Regions from separate parts of the Sus scrofa genome. Here region 1 is linked to region 2. Evidence: chromatin contacts called from public HiChIP or PLAC-seq data. All regions are on one chromosome and are shown on one strand. The core of a region is the stretch at or near the end of the contact, and the rest is flanking DNA. Distances in the headings are between cores, read along the strand shown. Region 1 overlaps GTPBP8 (GTP-binding protein 8). Region 2 has its middle 90 kb from the start of NEPRO.

The links. HiChIP or PLAC-seq counts read pairs in DNA pulled down with a chosen protein or histone mark.
Region 1: an H3K27ac HiChIP or PLAC-seq map of skeletal muscle shows a contact between it and region 2, with 7 times the contacts expected there. The contact joins two enhancer-like sites. A contact is called at or near these places in 12 of 47 Hi-C or Micro-C datasets (brain, embryonic fibroblasts, epiblast stem cells and 6 more) and 2 of 2 datasets of contacts at active chromatin or transcription factors (alveolar macrophages and skeletal muscle).

What each region holds. Positions count from the first base shown.
Region 1 is chr13:146,888,313-146,891,616 of Sscrofa11.1, reverse strand. The region is part of intron 5 of GTPBP8 (GTP-binding protein 8); the gene reads left to right. Among named protein-coding and RNA genes, the nearest start is that of NEPRO, 12 kb to the left of the region's middle. Within about 2 kb of position 2,031, at least 15 of the 83 cell types and tissues checked have an H3K27ac peak or open chromatin away from gene starts, as enhancers often do. A contact at or near this core is called in skeletal muscle, where this site is marked.
Region 2 is chr13:146,809,935-146,813,241 of Sscrofa11.1, reverse strand. No RefSeq gene overlaps it. Among named protein-coding and RNA genes, the nearest start is that of NEPRO, 90 kb to the left of the region's middle. Within about 2 kb of position 1,396, at least 7 of the 83 cell types and tissues checked have an H3K27ac peak or open chromatin away from gene starts, as enhancers often do. A contact at or near this core is called in skeletal muscle, where this site is marked.

The DNA.
Region 1 (3,304 bases), core at 782-3,281, 78 kb before region 2:
GTTCTGCCTATGTTTTCCTCTAGGAGTTTCATAGTATCTGGCCCTATGTTTAGGTCTTTAATCCATTTTTGAGTTTATTTTTGTGTATGGTGTTCAGTGTTGATGGGAATGTAAATTGGTACAACCACTATGGCAAACAGTATGGGGGGGTACCTCAGAAAACTAAATATAGAACTACCGTATTATTCAGCAATCCCACTCCTGGGCATTGATCCAGACAAAACATTCATTCAAAAAGGTACACATATCCCTATGTTCATCGCAGCGCTATTCATGATAGCCAAGACATGGCAACAACCTAAATGTCCCTCAAGAGATGAATGGATTAAAATGTGGTACATATATGCAATAGAATATTATTCAGCCATAAAAAGGACAAAATAATTTGCAGCAATATGGATGCAACTAGAGATTCTCATACTAGATGAGGTAAGTCAGAAAGAGAAAGACAAATCATATGATAGCACTTAATATATGGAATCTAAAATATAGCACAAAATGATCCTATCTACTAAACAGAAACAGATTGCAGACATGTAAAGCAGACTTGCGGTTGCTGGGTTGTGGGGCGAGAGTGGGATGAATGGGGAGTTTAGGTTAGTAGTGCACACTGTTGCATTTGGAATGGGTAAGCAATGGGGTCCTACTGTACAGCACAGGCAACTTATGTCCAATCTCTTGGCTTAGAACATGATGGAAGATAGTATTAAAAAATGTACATGTATGCATGCTCGTGATACTTGTTATACAATAGAAACATTGATGAAACATTGAAAGAACATTGTAAATCAAATACAATTTAAAAAATAAAATTTAATAAAAAACAAAAAAAATTAAAAAGGGATAGAATAAAAGCCCCCATTACTGGGAAATCAGACTCCTATAGAGCAACCTTTCAAACTCTATTCAATACATATTTTTATTATAACATTTAGCTTTACAGTAGCATATAACTTAATAGCTTTAAGTGGAATTACTCCCCATGGACCTTTGTATGGACACCTGAAACAGCTCAGAAAATCAGTCCTCAGTTATGGCTTGTGCAATACCCACGTCTCCACCAGAGGGCAGCAAGAGGCTGTACCCAGATTACTCTTTGCTGGCTTCTAGCTTCAGTTAGAAGCCAAGCAGAACAACCTAATCTACATACCAACTCGCCAGTGGAATCTCAGCTTCACAACCTCAGACAGAATGGAGACAAATGGACTTATTCCTGGCAGAGGAGATTTAAAATATCAAAGAAACGTCTTATAGGCAAAGTAGATGCGCATGATTTCAAGGCTTTGCCCCTGACTTGGAAGCAAGTCATGTGATCTGAAGACCTCCTTTGGCCAGAAGTGGCATAACTTAGTTTATTGTCAAGGAACAGAGTCACCTGACCCTAGCATTGTCAAGACTTAGAGAAAAAGTTGATAATCAGATAATTGGATGTGGGTTTTTTTGTTTTTTGTTTTTTGTTTTTTGGTTTTTTTTTCTGCATTAAAGGCTCAATGCCCAAGAACTGGCCTTGGAGAAAATGAAATCATTATTCCTATTCTTTGACAGCCTTGAGGCAGAATTTCCAAGGCAAATTTATAAGGTGTATAAGGATTTAGTTTCTTGTTTTGCTTTCTTCTCTCTTGCCAGTTACCTCCTGAGAGCTGGGCATGGATCAGTAAAATCCCTCTGCTGTGGCTGCCAGCAAGTCTGTGCCTGATTTGGTGCATTTCTGAAAAGGTACCAGGGCCTCTAGTGGAATATAACACCCTAATACTAGGCCAAGGGTTGGATCCAAGCCACATTTCAATGTCTGCTGCTGAACCAAGCTCTAAGCAGGGACCATCTTTTCTGCCCAAGAAGTTGTTACTGGAATCTTTCAAGTGTTTGCTTTTGCAACTAAACTGGTCAAGAAAATGTTTTTAAAAATTAGGAGTCACTCAGAAAGGAGATAGCCTCTTTTCACCCAACATTTCCAAGAGACACATCATCTGTGTACCCAGATACCCTCAGAAAAATACACATGTGTACATGCACACTTGCCAAGACACAGAAAGTTCTCAGGAGACTCATGTTCCTAAAAGCTTTCTGTCTTTTACACCAGTGTTTATTGCTGTCTAGTCTCATACGACCTACTATGGGAGATACTGGCATAGCAAGAATTTTGCATCAGGAATATATAAGAAAACATGATCAAGGCAGAAAGCAGGTGTATTCAAATAGTGTCAAGGTATTCAAGTGTGATAGAGCCAGTAGGTAGAGTAACATCTAACTCAGGTCGATTCCAGGATAAAAAGATATTAAAATTCGCATTGAAAATCTCCCTCCAGGAGCATATAGGCATCATGAGAACAGGGATGTTTAGTTCCTTGTTCTAACAAGAAGCTATTTCATCCCTCATTCTGTCCTAAGTGCCTAGAACAGTTCAAATACTCAATTTTTGTCAAATGAAGAAAATACTTAAGAAAGTTACCACATCAGAGACCGATATCTCTCAGTGAGTCTGTTTCAGACAATCCTTTCCCCCTCCAACATTAAGGCAGATCATGATTTATTCACTTGAACACTAGCTGATGTAGTTGGCCTGGCTCAAGGGGCTGTGTTGTATGCATCTTTAATAATAGCCGCATCCAGAGAGGCAAGTTGCTCACCTCAGAGAAGCCCATGGGCACAGATGCTGGCTGAATAAAGGAAGATTCCCTTCTCCTACTCTCTTGTGGCCAGATTTAGCAAATAAAAATAGAGCGTGCTCTGTTAAATTTGAATTTCAGATAAATGAATTTAGCATAGTACAAACTTGTACTAAAAAAAAATTCATTATCTAAAATTCAAAAGTAAATGTGTCCTGTATTTTTGGCAGCCCTAATCTACAGCATATACTTGCTGAGCAGAAGGAGGGAAGAATTGTCTGACATTTAAATTTTGACCTTCCTAGGGTCACACAGGTTGTATTTTTTAACTTCAGTGTATGAATGCCACTGTAGTGTGACCATGACAGTAGACCCCATTTAATTCCTTTAGGTGTGCCATTGAAAATTCTAATATTTGGAAACGTTCCGTGAACTCAAAGTTTTGAAAACCTAGTATAGGGTCTTTGGTAATCGGTCTCCTTTGATCTGAATGAAGGGTCTTCCCTGTAACCTTCTCCATCCCCTAGACTTTAATTCTAGGCAGATTTTAATTGTAAACAGACTTTGATTTCTGGGCAGATAGCTTTGTTCAGAAGGTTGAAACTAGGCATAGGAGGTCTTGTGTTTCCTAAGTGATTTCCAGCCTATTATCAACCTCCTGATCATGAAGCGGCTATCACAGCCAATTTTGGGAGTGG
Region 2 (3,307 bases), core at 147-2,646:
CCTAACTGTTTACATTTTTGATGATTCAAGAACTGCTTCACCAAAAGACATATCCAGAAAATGTTGAACTCTTAAATCACAGCAGAAAACAAATAACCCAATGGAAAAAACCATTGGGTAAAATAATCGAACAGGCATGTTACCAAAGAGGATATCTGGATGGCAAGTGAGTACATAAAAAATTGCCCAATAATGCCAATTATTAAGGAAATGCCTATTAAAACCATGTGAGTTACCACTTATTATAATGTCTAAAAGAAAAAACACTGAAAATGCCAAGTGCTAACAAGGATGCAGAGCAACTGGAACACCAGGCATTGCAGGTGAGAATGCAAAAAAGGATTGCCAGTTCTTTAAAAAGTTAAACATGCACAAACCATATGACCCAACAGTCCCATTCCTGGATATTTACCCTAGAGAAAGCAAAACTTATTTTCACCTAAAAATGTGTGCATGCATGTTTATAGCCACTCTAGTCATAATCACCAAAAACTTGAAACAACCCAAATGTCCTTCACTAGGTGAATGGGTAAACAGAAGCTACTTCAGAATTTTATAGCACTTTGGGGGGAACATTATGATCAATTAGTGTCATGAGGTGGTACCTTAGGAGGGAAATGGTCATACGTTTTCTACCTATTAAGATTCCAGAGAAAGGAGTTTATGCTACCACAAATATCAGAAAATGTTCAAGTTGTTCACTGATGCATGTGTTAGCCGTACTGTGTCTCTATGAGTGCCTTTGTCTAAATATATAGGTATTAAGTATGAAGTGTAGGTTTTGAAAACAGAAAGGCGAAACATAGCAGTGGGAGGAACACGAGAAATGAATGTAGAATAAATGAAGGTGTCTTCTGTTCATCATTGTTGGCTTCAACCCCAGAACCAAAGTGAGGCAAGTGCCTGCGTATGTGTTTGATGAGAAAAGAAAAAAAAAAAAAAATTTGTTAATTACCGCTTAAAATCACTGAGTGTCTTTGAAAGCTGGTCTCCGTGGGGGTGTGGAAAGGAAACCTCTGTATTTAGTTGAATTCAAGAGAGTTGACAGACTTAAAGAATTGGCAGGGCAGGAGGTACTGCCAGAGGAGAGTAACTCCTCCTATTGGGACAGTCTTTGTCAAGTGCTTTGGGCCCTGAGGAGTCAGGGACTTGACTTGGTGTGACCCCTCCTCCCCACTCAGAAGCAGCAAAAAAAAAAAAAAGCAACTTTTATCTCCATATTCCAAAATGTGCTTAATCAGGGGTGGGAAAGCCACTAACTGAATTAAATGAGACATAAATTTACCAGCAGGTGGCAATAGAGGTAGTTGTGTCTTGCCTTACTTTGTAAGCCAGAGATGGGACCTTTCAGAACTTGATTGGGCCCCAGCTTCACTTCCCTGTCTTAGGCTAGCATTCTAGGAGGGAATTGTTCAAGCCAAAATACTGTAGTAGCCAGACGCATGACCTTTTCTTCACTGAGCTGCTGCTCTGCTCCAGTTTCTGTGTGGCACCTCCTCTAAGAGTTTGATGTTTTTAATTGAAAATTGGAAATAATAGCAAAATCATGTAGTCTCATAAATTAGCTTTATTTGTAGTCAAATAAATTAGCTTTAGTTGTGGTTAAAGGAAATAAAACACTGCTTTCAAATGCAGCCTCCTGACTTACTACTAGGCTAACCCAGATTCCCAAAGAACAAAGATGAAGCAATTAGACTGCTTCTGAATGTCAGAGGGGCCCTAGGTTCCGAAGTGAATTTTACTGACCTTTGTTAATTCTTTGCACACAGGAGAAAACCCTTAGATTTCAATGGAAAAGTAAATTTTTATTTACACCCAACCATTTCAGGGCCCGTGGAATAGGATAGTGTACTATGAGGCTCAGGTCCCCAGTGGAGAGCAAAGGGCTGCAGGAATGTTTCACCTGAGTGTCCTCACCCTGAAAATTACCAATTGTCTGTACTTCTTCCTGTTTTGCCAGCTTTCTCTGATTTTCTGCTTCTCTCTCCCTCTGGGGACGTTCTTAAACTCTAACTCCTGTCTCATTCTCTATTACAGAATAGAGATTCTCTATTCAGAATCTCTTGGATCTTCTGTGGTTCCTCACCCCCTTTAGTTTTTTTAGTCTCTCTCTCTCATGACTAAAAGGAAATTTGGAATACATGATTTAGAAAAATAAAAACTATTGTTGCTGTATTTTATGGTCTTAAATGTAAAGGCTCATTCAATTCCATATTTCTAAAAATCAGAAATAAATTACTTGTTCAATTATTTAACTTGATTTTTAAATAAACCCATTTACTTGATTCAAAATTCCAAAAAGGCAAAAGGGTAAAAATGTTCTCTTACCTCTCCTCCCAGCCACACAGTTCTCTTTGGAAGTACCTAATTCTACTATTTTCGTTATTTCTATTTAAGTAATAATATTTATTTCTGATAAATACTACCAGAAACATTAAATGTGTATACAAGCAGTTAAACATATATATTTACATATGTAAGTTGTGTATATGTGTGTTTATACATCTTTTATTTTCTTGTTTTTTACACAAAAGCATACTTAATACAAAAGCACTTTGGTTTTCGTGTGTTTTTTTGTTGTTTGTTTGTTTGTTTTTACTTAACTGAATATCCTGGCAGTCATTCCCTATTAATCTGGAAAGAACTTTTCTTTTTCACAGCCCCAGAGTATTATACCATATGGATAGTCCATAAGTGATTTAACCAGACCACTGCAACTAGGTAGTGAGGATGTTCTCAATTGGATGCTATTGCAAACACTTCTGCTGTGAATAACCTTATTCACATGGAATTTTGCACGTAGGAGCATATGTCTGAAGGAAAAATTCCTAGAAGCAGAACTGCTGGATTAAAGGATTTGTGCATTTGTAAGTTTAATAAATATTGCAAAACTGCCTTTCATAGAATTTGTAACCCCAAGGATATGAGAGGACCTTTCTGTATTCTCACTACCGAGGCTTCCTCATTGCTCTGTTTTTCACAATTCTATTCTTGTTTTTTCTTTTTTTCTTTTCTTTCTGTCTTTTTAGGGCCACACTCTCGGCATTGGAAGTTCCCAGGCTGAGGGTTGAATTGGAGCTACAGATGCTGGCTTACACCACAGCCATAGCAATGCAGCATCTGAGCTGCTTCTGTGACCTATACCACAGCTCATGGCAACTAAACCACTGAGCAAGGCCAGGAATCAAACCCTCATCCTCATGGATACTAGTTGGGTTCATTAACCACTGAGCCATGATGGGAACTCCCTTACTTGTTTTTCTATATGAAATTAAGGATCCACTTTTGTCCCAAAAACACATCATGT